Regions from separate parts of the Rattus norvegicus genome. Here region 1 is linked to region 2. Evidence: chromatin contacts called from public Hi-C data. All regions are on one chromosome and are shown on one strand. Each heading gives the region's core, a stretch centred on a gene start, on an enhancer-like site or on the middle of the called end of the contact. The rest is flanking DNA. Distances are from core to core; before and after follow the strand shown.

The links. Hi-C and Micro-C count contacts between places; a contact is called where the count stands out from the background.
Region 1: a Hi-C map of liver shows a contact between it and region 2, with 4 times the contacts expected there. The contact joins two enhancer-like sites. A contact is called at or near these places in 11 of 12 Hi-C or Micro-C datasets (the A7r5 cell line, the Rat2 cell line, Schwann cells and 7 more).

Annotation. Positions count from the first base shown.
Region 1 is chr2:77,940,278-77,947,485 of GRCr8, forward strand. Myo10 (myosin X) reads left to right here. Exons shown (of 41, transcript NM_001401822.1): 5 at 6,700-6,834. Among named protein-coding and RNA genes, the nearest start is that of Myo10, 110 kb to the left of the region's middle. Within about 2 kb of position 2,589, at least 6 of the 93 cell types and tissues checked have an H3K27ac peak or open chromatin away from gene starts, as enhancers often do. A contact at or near this core is called in hepatocytes, kidney and liver, where this site is marked.
Region 2 is chr2:77,687,018-77,694,449 of GRCr8, forward strand. No RefSeq gene overlaps it. Among named protein-coding and RNA genes, the nearest start is that of Basp1, 96 kb to the left of the region's middle. Within about 2 kb of position 5,899, at least 3 of the 93 cell types and tissues checked have an H3K27ac peak or open chromatin away from gene starts, as enhancers often do. A contact at or near this core is called in hepatocytes, kidney and liver, where this site is marked.

The DNA of each region.
Region 1 (7,208 bases), core at 1,339-3,838, 250 kb after region 2:
CCAAGTAAAGCTACTCACTTTGAATAGAAAACAGCTTCAAGGACTAGCATGCTTAATATAGGTAACTTGACTTGTGACTCAAACATCATGGAAGATTGCTGTTTGGTTTTGCTTTTGTAAGTCAGGGTCTACGCATGTAGCCCAGGCTGGCCTTGAACTCATGGTGCATGTATCTATCTCAGTCTACTGAATGCTGGGATAAAAATGTGCTACCAGCTGGGTGGTGATTGTGCACACCTTTAATCCCAGAATTTGGGGGGCAAAAGCAGGAGAGTTTCTGAGTTGGTGAAGCCAGCCTGGTCTGCAGAACAAGTTCCAGGACAGCCATGGCTACACAGAGAAATCCTGTGTTGAAAAACCAAAAAGGAAAAGTAACCATATTTAGCTAAATGAGTCCACAAGAGTCTCTGTGAATGGCTTTGTGTCCAGGCTCGGTGACTTTTAATCCTAGTATTCTTGGAGGCAGGGTCAAGTATCTTGGAGCTTGAGGGTAGCCTTTTTTACCAGGGCCATCCAGTGCTATGTAATGAGAACTGTTCAAAAGCAAAAAGGAAGTGACTCGTCACTAGGATGTGGGAGTGGGTTTGTTTTTGTATTTGACCAGGGTCTCACTATGTAGCTTTGGCAGGCCTCTGTATCTCCAGTGCTTGCCGGTGCCATCATGGTCATTTGGTTTAATAGAGCTTGTCAGCAGGTTTGTTTGTTCCTTTTTCTTTACTCCTCTCCCCTGCCCTGCTATCTCCCCTCCCCCCTTCTCCTCTCCCCTCCCTCCTATCCCCTCCCCCCTCCCCTCTCCCCTCCCCCCTCTCCCCTCTCCTCCATTTCTTTATGGAAGGTGTGGGAATTAAGAAAACAAGGCATTTTAAAGGTAAATTGCCAGATACAAGCATCTGTTTGGTTCTCTCAGCCCTGATCTGCCCCCTGGTGGACGCAGTGTGTCTTACTGGTCTCACACCTTTCTCTCCCATTCTTGGTATTACAATCAGAGAATATTCTTCTGAGCCTTCCATATTATCAAGTAAACTTTAAAACAAGCAGGTCAGGCATGGCTGAGATCCCCAGCTGGGTGTGGCAATGCCAGGCCTTTCGGCTTCCATTCTGTACCATTTCAAGGTTGTTCTGCTCTGAAACTCTACTTTTTTCCCCCCTAAAATATTAATTATTTATTTCTTTTTTTTCAAGCCCTACCGCATTAATTAAAATTTTAAAAATGTATGCCTATGTGTTGTTCCTGCATGAGATCACGTTCTGCACATGTGTGCAGGTGCCTACAGACAGTGTCGTTACGTACAGGCAGGTGTGAGCTGTCCCAGTGTCAACCAAGGTCCTCTGCAAGAGCAATACGTGCCCTACCCTGCTGAGCTGTCTCTCCAGTCCCCTAAATTCTACTTTTTAATGGACATTTAAGTGGAAGCTTATGCTATCATAAACCTTAAGTATATGACGTTACATATATGTGACTTTAAAACTCATGTAAGGATTCCCCCACCCCCCATGTATTAATAAGGTTAGTGTGAATCCTTGGTTGGCCTTCTACATTTGACAGTGACCTTAGTGTCTCTCCCTCTCCCTCTCCCCTCCCCTCTGTGTGTGTGTGTGTGTGTGTGTGTGTGTGTGTGTGTGTGTGTGTGTGTATAAGGAGAGTTTAGCTTCTTGTGGTTCTTTTGAATGTGAGTGAACTCTGAAGATGGTAGAGCAGTGTCAAAAACAAAAATCACAACTCATTTACTTGTAGGTGCCATTGAGTCCTTGTCACAATTTAGGAGTTGAGGCAACCTTCAAACCATTAGGTAGAGTGAGAGTTCTCCCTGGGACAGAGCAGAACAGAGGAATTCCTGAGAGGGACAGGGAGTGAAACAGGAGAACCACACAGACTGGCTGATCCCAGGCTACCTTTGTAAGGGTTGAAGTGGAGGAACTTCCTGCTCAGATTGACCCAGACAGACTGGAGTCTCCTGATTTCAGTAAAACCTAGTTGAGCCTGGAGTTCATGTGCTTCCATAAGGCTTCAGTTCGATTGTGCAGCACTTGTCAGGAGTGACTCCATTTTGGTGTAATTTCGTCCTTCCTTCAGAGCCCTGTACAGAGCACAGTCCTAAACAATGCCCCCTATAATTCTGTCCTGGGTAAAACGCTAAGGCTGGCTTGTCTGTACTGCTTCACACTGGGACAGTGTGTGGTAAGCGGCCAGCCTTCACTGTCAGTCAAAGGGGGTGAGTAATCCAGAGGAAGTGTTGGCTCTTCGCTTACTTGCTGTTTGGAGTTTTCAAAAATGGAGCCATTTCTTAACCGTGTCTTCTGTATTGTGGGATGGTATGAGAATCACTGGGTTCTTGAGGTGTGGCTTGCTGGGTGCTGAGGAGAGTTGGCTGTTTGCTTGGAATGGGACTATGTGACACAGGCCATGGTCTGTGACTGACATACAGTAGGAAGCAGGTGAAGGACATGTGTATGGGTGAGGACAGTCTAGAATGGGACCAAACCCTGTGGAAAAGCTCCTCTTGTTATAAACCTCACAGAGGCTCGGAGAACCTTCTCTGTGGAGAGCATGAGGCTTGGACCTGGTGGATGACTGACGACAGAGATTTGAACTTTAGCCTCTGCTCCAACCGAGTGCTACGTCCTGCAGAAGCCATGATGCAAGGACTTTGTTTAACCTTTGGACATAGTCTTTTAGACGCTAGAGATGCCCCTTTAGTTAGCCATCAACTAGGAAATGACAGAAATTAGGTTTGATCTGATTTATGTTTTAAGAAAAAATGTGTTGTTTGGGAATTTGATTCATAGGAAGGGCGTTGCTTGATCAGCAGATGCAAACAGAGAAAGGGAGAATGTAAGGACCAGACATTGTAGGCATGCATGGATCTAGAACTACCAGCTGCAGTCTGTCCTGCTAGCAGCCCAAGCATGCCAGTGCATGGAGAGTCAGTTCCTGGAGCACAGTCTGCTGCTGGTGTTCACCCGCCTCCTTCCTGATTACAGAGCACAGCGCTCCCAGCTCTTTGAGCCTCACTGCCCTGAACACTTTGATTTCTTCTTTAGGTAATTTGGCATAATCAAAAGTATCCAGCTGTTACATGCTTACATGCTTGGGGGGATGTGCACATCAGGTTCCACGGCTGATTTTCTCTCCAGCTGTCTCACTCTCTTCGTCGAAGCAGGGTCTCTGATGTTTCTCCTGAGCCTACTCGATCCTGTCTCTTCCCTTCTCTACCTTTTTCCCCCCCTCAGAGTTTTCCTGGTCTCCCAATCCCAGCTGGGCAGCTTCTCCAAGTCCCCAGGTATCATTTCCTGGTACCTCACAACCTGGGTTGGGTTCTGAGTGCTCATGATGGTCACCCCAAAATATGCCCTTCCTCTCACAACTCTCTCTCATAGCTGCCCTATGCCAACGCTGAGGTCTGGAAGCCACTTTTTTTTTTTTCTTGGAGGTAGATTTGTTTTGTTCTCTCCAATGTAAAGTAAAACTATCAAAGTCAACCGCGCTGATTTCATGTGTACAGCGTGGTAACTTTGGACAGATGTGGAAACTGTTATCAGCATCCAGGTCGTCATGCTGGTAGGCTCATTGATACCCATATCTGTCCAGAGCCTCTCTGTCACATACTGCCCCACCTCCACCCCCAAGTCTGTCAGGGGTGCTGTGCATGCTCCCTGCCCAGCCCTAGGACTGAACTTCTACCTCAGAGTGTCAGAGGGTGATAACCTGGATTTAAGAAACCCTGTCTATCTCAATCAGGAAATGTCCCCAGTTTGTTTCTCTTGACTTTTGTTTGCTTCTTTTGTTTTTAGTCAAGGTCTTACATAGTAGCATCGGCCTTGCTAGGTAGGCAAGGATGACTGTGAACTTCCTGCATGTTTGTACAACTATTCCTGGTTTATGCAGTACAGGGAGTCAAATCCAGGTTTTCAGCACAATAGGCAAGAGCTCTACCTACTGAGCTATACTTCCAGTACCTGCCTCTTTCTTGTTTTTTTTTTTCCAATCAGCAATACTTGCCAGCTCGATGTGTACCTATTAAGACATAAGTAACCATTTGGCTGTTTCCTTGAACCTTCTCTCTAGCTTGGACACTCCTCAGTCTTGTATGATGTCAGTGTCAGGCATACACTAAGCACTGGGCTGTGCCCAGATCAGGTATGTAAAAAAGGACTGTTAAGTCCTGAATCAGGATGGTGCCCATTGTGGATAAAAGGTAACTCTGCCCAGACTGGCTCGACTGTGAGTCACTCTCCTGTCTCAAACATTAAACAGGACAGTTTCCAGGTCCTAAGACTCGCTGCCCCAGGTAGGCCTGTGTGGTAATTTCTTCGGTTCTACCTTTGGATCTCGTGGGAGGTGTCGACTTATGGGTATTTGTTCTCTGCGGAGAGAACACATGTCTGCCTGTCTGATTACCAGGACCCCTTGGAGCCCTTGCTATGATGCATTTTTCTTTGGAATCATGATATCCATGCTCAAAACTAATGTTTACAAAGGGGACAAGGTATTTGTGATGGGCCTGGCAAATGCAAGTATTTACTGAGTGCCCAAGATACTCAGCCTGGCTTCAGGGGTGTCTGTCATCTGAGATATTTCCTCTCTTTACTAAATGTAATTATTTAATCATTGACCATGTTCCCGGCAGCATTCCTTAAGATCCCCATACCTTGGCATGCACAGGACTTGGAGAACTCGGGTACTCCTGTGCGTCTTCCACCAAGCACTGTCTGCCCCCTGCCTCCGATGGCTTCTGTCTGGCCGTACGGCCCTTCTGGTTTGCTTTCTTTGTCTGTTTGCTTCTTGGCTTCCTCTAGCCTCCCCGTGGTACTTGCTGAACACAGCCTTACACAAAGTAGACTGGGCTCTCCCTCCAGGTCTCTTTCATGCTCCTTCCCGTCTCTGTACTACACGGGCACACAATCTGAACAACCGTAAGCTAGGGAATAGCTGCTCCTGGAGGAAATAGCTATAGCTGATCTTCCGGAAGCGACCCTGCAGTTCTTCTGGAGTATCCTCTCAAGGGCTTTCTCTTTAAGGTGATGTTAATGGGCACAGCACAGTCACCAACCATGGGCTGTGTCTTCCAGTACCGCCTTGCCTGCCTTCTTGTCTCTGCTCCGTTATATCTTACCCACAATCCTCCTGTTTTCTGTGCCGGCCTTATACTTGGCAGACATCATAGCTGAGACATCCTTTTCTTTTCCCATTGGTCCCCTCTATTGGAAATGCTTTGTTCACTCTCCCTTACCTGTTTCTAAGTGCAAAACATCCATGGGACTTTGAAATCAGACATTCGGTATTTAGCTCTGAGCCAGGCACTCAGCCCTTGTCTGTCTTGAGAATATCTGGGCGGCTAGTCAGGTAGGACAGACTTCATGTTTCTGAACACCAATGGTCTCCTTGTGCTCATTGTCTCCCCCCAAAGTACTGTGACTGTGCCCATTCATTGAACACACACCCAGCGGGTGCCCCCCTGAGCAGGGGCTGCTGCAGTGGGGACGTGCTTGGGAACAAGACCCAGTAAAGACTCTTGCGTGCGCAGGGCTCCCCTTATCTGAACAGCGCCATCTATCTTCTGAGTCTTGCATAAAAAGCAGCATACAGGAGGCCAGAAATGGACAGGCCTGCAGGAGAAGGGATCTCTGCTTCCCTTCATAGCAACAGGCAGTCTTAAAATTGAATTTCTTATTTCAGTGTCAGAGGAGGGCATGCATGTGCTATAGCAGACTTGTGCAGGTCAGAGGGACCTATGGGACCCTATTTTTTCTTATTTCTTTTTATTGGATATTTTAAAATTTACATTTCAAATGTTATCCCCTTTCCTGGTTTCCCATCCATAACTCCCCTATCCCATCCCCCCTCCACCTTCTTCTATGAGGGTGTTCCCCCACCCATCCACTCACTCCCCTTTCCCCCTGCCCACCCTGACATTCCCCTACATTGAGGGATCCAGCCTTGGCAGGACCAAGGGCTTCTCCCATTGGTTCCCAACAAGGCCATCCTCTGCTATATATGCAGCTGGAGCCCTGGGTCAGTCCATGTATCGTCTTTGGGTAGTGGTGTAGTCCCTGTGAGCTCTGGTTGGTTGGTATTGTTCTTATGGGGTTGCAAGCCCCTTCAGCTCCTTCAATCCTTCCTCTAACTCTTCTAATGGGGACCCCGTTCTCAGTTCAATGGTTAGCTGCAAGCATTTACCTCTGTATTTGTCATGCTCTGGCAGAGCCTCTCAGGAGACAGCTATATCAGGCTCCTGTCAGCATGCACTTCTTGGCATCAGCAATATTGTCTGGGCTATTTTTTCTTTGTATCATGTGTGTTTAAGAGTGAAGTCAGGGGGCTGGAGAGAAGAATGTTCAGTGGTTAAGAGCACTGGCTGCTCTTCCAGAAGTTCTCAGTTCAATTTCCAGCAACCACATGTGGATCACAACCATCTGTCGTGGGATCCAATGCCCTCTTCTGGCCTGCAGGTGTACATAGAACACTCATATACATAAAATAAATAAGTCTTTAAGAAAAAAAAAGTGGAGTCAGGTCCTTAGGCTTGGTGGCAGGCCCCCTTAGCCATGGAGTCCTCCTCCTGGTCCAGCATCAGGGATTTTGAACTCCATTCTCCCCATTGTCAATGGTGACTTGTGTTAAGGAGTCTTTGACAAAGCTAGTTGTTTCAAGAGTACATCTTCCCTTAGAAACCTAAACTTGCGTGTTTTGTCTTTCAGTGGTGAAAGCGGGGCAGGGAAAACAGAAAGCACCAAGTTGATCCTCAAGTTTCTGTCCGTCATCAGCCAGCATTCTCTGGACTTGTGCTTACAGGAGAAGTCGTCCAGCGTTGAGCAAGCCATCCTCCAAAGCAGGTAGCGCTTCTCTGTTCACACTTCCGGGCCAAAGGCTTTGCTCTGCTTCTGGGACGGAATAGCTAAACTTAGTCTGTTCTTTTCCAGGCTTGCCTGCTAGGATTTCTTAAGTGATCTTAGCTGCATACCTTTCATCCCAGCACAGGCAGGCAGAGGCAGGCAAATCTCTGTGAATTCAAGGCCAGTTGTCCTAGAGAGTTTCCATGCTGGGAAGGGTGATGTAGGGCACCTTTGTCTCACCTCCCACCACCGTGGCCCCTCCTGCACCTCCTAAAAATGAAATGGTCTTGACATGGACCCAGCACTTCCTGCTGCAACTACCTTGTGCAACACCTGCTGTGGCAGAAGCATCTCCTGGTCTGTCCATCCTTCTT
Region 2 (7,432 bases), core at 4,649-7,148:
TGTTTCTCAGGGTAGAGATGTAAAATGCCATCTAATTAGCTAACAACAGCCTCCATCAATTGCTTTCGTTATCTTTGTTCCTAACATTGAAGCTTAAAAGTTTGGACTTTTTTTTGAGTATTAAAAGCAAAAAAGTGTAGATACTACATCCCAGGCTCTATGTGAGTGTTATAGATCTGGGTACGAGGCTTCCTCTAGTGTTGTAGACTGAGCTACAGAGAACGCACAGCTTACCAATGTCACACAGCTACAAGTCTGGACCCAGGTCTTTATTAAAAGCCCCAGATTTTAAAAAACAAAATGATGTCTCTCATTGTTGATTCTCTTTTACCTTCCTAATCCAGAACATGAGGCAAGTAGATAATTTCATTACTGTTGTTTGTCTCTCTTCATATTAATCATAATTTATGATGCTGACCTCTTTTAATTAGGAAACAATATTTTATTTTCATTTTGATTTTTCCACCGTAAGAGAATCAGGAAGGGAACTTGTGATACCGTGTTGTTTGCACATTTTAAAATGGATGAGAGAGCATGGCTCATTGTCTCAGGAGACATGCATGCACATCATAAAGATTAACAAGAATCACCTGAGGAAGAGGGACAAGAAGTGGAGGAGGGCACCGAAAGCTTCACTCTCACTAGATCTCACTAGATTTCCCCCTTAGCTTTATTCTCTCTCTCTCTCTCTCTCTCTCTCTCTCTCTCTCTCTCTCTCTCTCTCCCCCTCCCTCCCTCCCTCCCTCTGTTTCTTTCTCTTAATCTCTGTGTGTGTGTGTGTGTGTGTGTGCACGCACATCTGTGTCTATGTGCCTGTACGTATGCATGTGTGTCTGTGTGTGTTGGATTTTGGAGACAGGGTATCATCACGTAACCTAGAATTCAATATATAGACCAGACTGGCCCCATACTCATAGAGATTTGCCTGTCTCTGCCTCCCAAGGGTTAGGGTCAATGGCATGCACCACTGCACCTGACACTCCTTACATCTTTTTGAGTGTTTGAATTTTTTATAGCTTTATAAGAGGAGGAAAAAGGTCATTGAATGTAATCTAGCGAAATACAGCATGCAGGGATTCTAAGAGTACAGAGGTCTAACTTCTAAACTTCATTCTAGAGCAGTTCTAGAACAGGGATCATAACCATAGTCCTCAAAGTTTTATTGGAATATCTCCATGCGCATTCTATCATATACACCCCATGGCTGCTTTCATTCCACAAGAGCTGAGCTGCCACCCAGGAAAAGTATGTATGGAGGGAGCTGTTCAGAGAATCTCTCTTGCAGTAGCAGTCCAGCCTCTGTCATTCCAGAATGTAGCTAAGATACCACAACTTGCACCAACAGTGGACCATGAATGTCAATTATTCATCCACACATGTTGCTTTCAGTAAGCATGTCTGTTATGTAAGCCTGAAACCGTAAGGCTGAGGAATCAGGTAGCAAATGCTTTGCTATTGTTCTGGGAGGATGGAGGCACAGACATCCTCCCCTGGGAGGTATACACCCTGTCTTGAATGGAAGGAAAACTCACAGTCCCCAGGCATACATTCTAAGAGTTTGTAAATGGTTCTACTTTGTGGAGTTAACAGAGAACACTTTGGGAATAAAATATAGAATAAAATAAAGTTTTAGAATAAGATAAATTTTAGAATGAAATAAAATATTGGATAAAACTGCTTGTGTAAACAGAGGCCTCATAAGCCAAAGCAGCCAACAGAATTATGGTTCAATAGCAGGAATTCAAGAGGAGGATGTCAAAGACTATGATTCTTCCTCATATCTTTTCTGCTTGGGCATCTTGGACACTGTATAGAATTTCTCTGCTAATATGAACCTCACCAAATTTCTGCAAGCATTGGTTAGTATCATCCCTGACCCACTATTAGCAGAGCAAGTAATCATCTCTGAATAGGGCCTGGCTAATAGCTATCTCATTGGACTGATGAAAGAATTAAGTGACAGTTCTCATGGTGTAGCATTTAAAACAATCTTGGACATATTGGCCACCATTAGTGGTGGCCATGAGCTAGAATACAAACTCTGAAATGGTTTTAACAGCACAGCTTCTGGCGTGGCTCCCAGGACTGAACAAAAGGATCTGGGCAAAAAGTAGAAAGTGGAAGGTAAAAGGCAGGAAAGAAGGAAGGAGGGCGGCGGGAGGAAGAGGGAATAAGGGGAGAGAGGGAGGGAACAAAGAATAAAAGAAAGATGAACTGGAGAGACAGAAGAGAGAAGGGGGAGGGAGGAAAGGAAGAAAAGAAAAGGGAGAAAGAATGAATGAAGGAAGAGAGGGAGGAGGGAGTGAAGGTGGGAGAGGAAAGGAGGAAGGAAGGAAAGATGAAAGAAAGAAAGAAAGAAAGAAAGAAAGAAAAGAAAGAAAGAAAGAAAGAAAGAAAGAGGGGGAGAGAGAAAGGAAAGATGAAAGAAGGAAGGGAAGGGAGAAGGGAAGGAGGAGAGAGGGGGAGAGAGAGGAAAGAAAAAAGGAAGAAGGAAGGGCAAGAGGGACAGGAAAGGGAGGAAGGAAGGAAAGAAAAAAGAGAAAGAGAAAGAATGGAAGGATAAAAGATGGGAGGGAAGGGAGGACAGAGAGGAAGACAGAGAGAGAGAGAGAGAGAGAGAGAGAGAGAGAGAGAGAGAGAGAGAGAGAGAGAGAGAGAGATTAGTCCTGGAGGGTTTCAGATGGCAAAGGTGTCCGAGAGACACATGCAAAGCATTCCTGAGTCCTTGAAATAGACCCCATTGTCCAACAGCGTCTGTATGATTCCATGCAGAGAGACTCTGAGGTCTCTCCTGGGCTTCACAAGTTCAAATCAAAGGCATGTCTGTTGCTGTAGTTTTCGTATGCCTTTGTCTTGTCTAAAGGACATGTTGAAACTTAGTCTCCGGCGTGACAGTCTCAAGACATTAGGCCTGACAGGACGTTTAGGTTATGCCAACAGAGTCATTTCTAAGCTATTTTATGCTGGAACAATGCTATTAGAAGGAGGATTTGTGGGAGCACATTTGGTTGCCTGTGCTCTCCTGCCATTGAGGACATGCAGGCTTCCCCATCTTGGGATGTCACAGTCAAACACGCATGAGAACAGGGCCTAATTTCCCAGCTCCTTGATCTTAGCCTTTGCCAACTTCGAAGTGAGAGAGGATGAATTTCTGTCCTTGGTCAGTTACCTAGTCTTGGGTATTTTACTGTGACAGCATAAAATGGACCAAGATGTGACCATGGTATAGAAACAAGAGTCTCTGGAGTAAAGACCAGCATCAGTGGGTCACTCACCTCTCACACAGGAAGCTGGTTAGCTGCCCTGGCTACTGTTTCCTCACTGAACATCACCACACCATAGGAGCATAATTTTACACTACATAAGTAACTTTACATTTTCTGTAGTCACATTTATAAAGTAAAAAAGAAGTGGATAAAAAAACTCAGAGGAGGCAGAGGAGGTACTTGGCACATGCAAGACATAACAATTTATGGGGTTTTAAAATCACTGGGATTGGTGGGAGCTATGTACCTGCTACAGCATGAGTGTGTAGGTCACAGGACAACCTGCAGGTGTCAGTTCTCTCCTTCCACCATGTGGATCCTAGAAATCAAACTCAGGTAACCAACTGTGGTGGTCAGGGCTTTTAACCTACTGAAAGAGCTCACTGCCTCCACAATACTAATTTTAATAGCATATCTCATTTTACCCAGTGTGCAGGAAAGTATAATCATTTCCATGTAAAACCAATACAAAAATACGTCGACATATTTTACACTATTTCTGTCATTACATCCTTTTTTATAAAAAGCAAAATCTCCAGCTTGGTATGCATGTTACAGAGACAGCACATTCCCCAAGTCCTGCAGACTCATTCACGCATGTGGACAGCAGCTCCTAAACTCTTAGAAAACCACTGGTCCTGAGGTGCCTTTTGGGAATGAGGGCAGGGACAAGGACAAAAGCTGGATGTCATTGGTCCATTAATGAGACTTAATCCACAGCAGTAAATGATAATTATTGCTATAGTGAAGTATCAGAACCAGGAAGATGAGTGTCAGCAGAGTGCACTCATGAAAAGTTCCTGAAGAAGATTATGTGAGGGCATGTAATATGGCTTCCATCTGAAGAAATTGAGTAGACTCCCCTAAAAAAAAAATCATTAGTGAGCCTTTGAGTACTTCCAGTAACTTAAGGAACTTAGGGAAAACATGTACAAGAATGTTCATAGCAGATTCAATTCATAGCAGCCAAACACGGGAAGCAACCTAAATGTCTTTCAAAAGATGAATGGAAAATCCACACCATGAACAACTCAAATAGGTCAAAGGAATTATGGGTAAAAGCAAGTTCATCTCAAAAAGTTGTGACTCTGTTCATGCAACACATTCAAAATTAGAGGGGGGTGGGGAACGATATGTGTGATTGTCATGTGCTCAGGTTTGTGGGGAAGCCGGGGGTGTATACAGTGGTAGCATGGCAAAGACTGGTGGGAGAGGCACAGTGTGTACAGGCTGTGGTTAAGATGTGACTAACACATCCGTGTGCTAACACCTTACAGAATGCCCTACACTCACAAGCACACAGATGAGTGTGTGTTGGGTACTGAAAGCTGAACACCATGACCACAGGAACATGAAGGAAAGGGTTTATTTGGCTTACACTTCCACACTGTAGTCTATCATTAAGGAAGTCAGGACAGGAACTCAAGCTGGGCTGGATTCTGGAGGTAGGGGCTGATGCAGAGCCTGTAAAGGAATGCTGCCTACTGGCTTGCTCCCCTTGGCTTTCTCAGCCTACTTTCTCATAAAACCCAGGACCACTGGCCCAGGGATGGCTCCACCCACAATGGGCTGGGCCCTCCCATGTCAATCATTAATTAAGAAAATGTCCTGCAGGCCTGTGAATAGATGGACCTTACTGAGGCATTTTCTCAACCGAGGCTCCATCCTCTCCAGTTACTCTAGCTTGTGTTAAGTTGACATAACACTAGCCAGCCCAGCGGTCTCATGGAGGGTACTAAAGTCCACATCGCAGTTTTGACTGTGTACTGATTGTGCAACTCGTGACCACTGAAAGGTGAAAGGGAACTGACCTCTTTTTTTTTTTTTTTTTTGGTTTTTGCAGTTTCCCAGGATTCAGTCATTCTTTCATGTCACAAAGAAAGAAAGAAAGAAAGAAAGAAAGAAAGAAAGAAAGAAAGAAAGAAAGAAAGAAAGAAAAGGGGAGGGGAGGGGAGGGGAGGGGAGGGAGGGAAGGGAAGGGAAGGGAAGGGAAGGGAAGGGAAGGGAAGGGAAGGGAAGGGAAGGGAAGGGAAGGGAAGGGAAGGGAAGGGAAGGGAAGGGAAGGGAAGGAGAGCCACAAAGAAAAACCCTTTAGGAAAAGCGAGAGCTGATGAGAAGAGCCAGCCCTACAGGAAGCAACTCTAACCGGACTCCAGGATCTGGCTCCTCAGGAGGCAGAGGAAAAACACAGCTTGGTCCATCATCTGTCTGCGGATTCAGGGTCAATGCAGGATAGGAAGAAAAAAGATGGACTTCGTCAAAACCAAAACAGTTCAGATCCCAGAGCCTCAGTTCCTGCTACAGGACTCTTCAGTCTTAAGGTCCATACAGTGTATGTGCGGCCATCCAGAGCCAAGCAGTATACTCATTGTGTGATGACAGTGTCCAATTTCCGGACCCCACAGAAAGGATCAGTTAGGAAACCTATACACAGGGCCAGCGAGTTGCCTGCTATTAAAGCTGCCGCTGACACAGCATGTGTTTCTGTGAGCTACTCAATTCTTCTGGGGAACGTGTGAAAACAGTACTTCGTATGTGCCGTTCTTTTCCTGGTGGTAAAACATGGGTGAAAATCACGGTTACAGCTTCAAGTGTTAGTCTCAGACATCTGACCCCTCGAAGAACACAAGAAATGCAGTGTGTAACTTTTGAACTGGCCACAAGAGGGCTTGTTTTGGTCTCAGAGAAATAACACGGTGCAATCCTGGATTTGAAATTTACAGCATTTTACAGGGAAGAATGAATTGAAAACTAAGCACTGGGTTTCTTGCCATCGCTAATATTTGGCTGACTACACAGTTTGTAAAATGTGAAACTGGCTGATCAAACTCCAGTACATGCTTTAAAGTTATCTTCTTATTTTTAAATTTGGCATTCTCCACGATGGAAACCAGCCACCCTTTAAAAGCACAAGCACGATTTCATTTCCCAGTAGGTCGGCGAAGTAGAGCCAAACGCCATCTTAATTTCTGCCAGTTTTGTTATTAATATGCATCTATAGATCCGCATACTATGCAAGTCTGTAGACATTGGCTCCCCATTTATTATTTAAGATAATTCTGTCAGGCTATGAAATGAATTTTCCCAGGCTACTTCTGTTCCTACACGTACCTCTGTTTAGCGGCTTCAGTCCATTTTGGTGTAAACCTTTAGGGAAAAAGACTCATACTCTTCCTGAGAGGAAACTTAGCTTTAGGAAAAGAAGGGCTGGAGGTAGGAGATGACAATGCAGAGGAAAAAAATCAGTTGCAGCATGGGGCAGAGTAGGGATGGGGGGAGGGGGGACAGCTGCAGGTTCCCTTCAAACACCACCTTCACCTTATTGGTCACATGCATTCAGGTGGGCTTGCGATTGACCAAACAGAAGCATGGGTGGTTAAAATGCACAACTGCCAACAACAAAAGCAGGGGTCTGCACAGAGACGTCATGAGACATGAGAGCCCTAGTCTGACATAAGGTGGCTGTGGTCTACTCTCCTTGCCAAAGACTATCTCTTTACTGTTGTGACATACAATGAGTAAATAGATATGTAGTCTCTATAATGACTGGATAAAATGTGTCTGGGATAATAATTTCTCAAGATTACCAAGCACCAAGACTCAGTTTGTGCTATGGACAGCCTGACACATATTAGGTCTTCAGGAAAATGAAGAATACTTTACCCAATTCTTTCCCCCGTGCGATTAGTTTATTCTCAAAACTAAATAGTCTGAACTAGCATCTACGGGATGTGACTCTTTTTTAGCATAACTGCAAGACTGCAAATCCAGGAGGTCCTCCCCAGAGGCACAGCGCTTGAGAGAAGGGCTCAGAAAGAGCAGAGTGCTTTCCGATGTTTGATATTTCCAAGGAAACATTCGAGGATCTCAGTCAAGTTCAGTCCCGCCTATGTGAGAAATGTCAGAGTTTGTTTTTCAGCTTGGCCTGATGTCAGTGGGACTTCAGTGGGGATTTGCTGCCTGTGTTTGTTTTGTGTGGCCCTGTGTGCAGTGAGTGCTTTCTTAGAGCCTCTTGGCTCTCTCCTGACATGAAAGTCAGCAGCCACAGAACTGCCCACTGCAGGAATGTGGAACCCTTGTCAGCCACAACCTGATACATGAAACTCGATCACCGTGGAGGGCAGACTCACAGCTGTCACCCATCCCAGGGATGCTGGAGACGACAC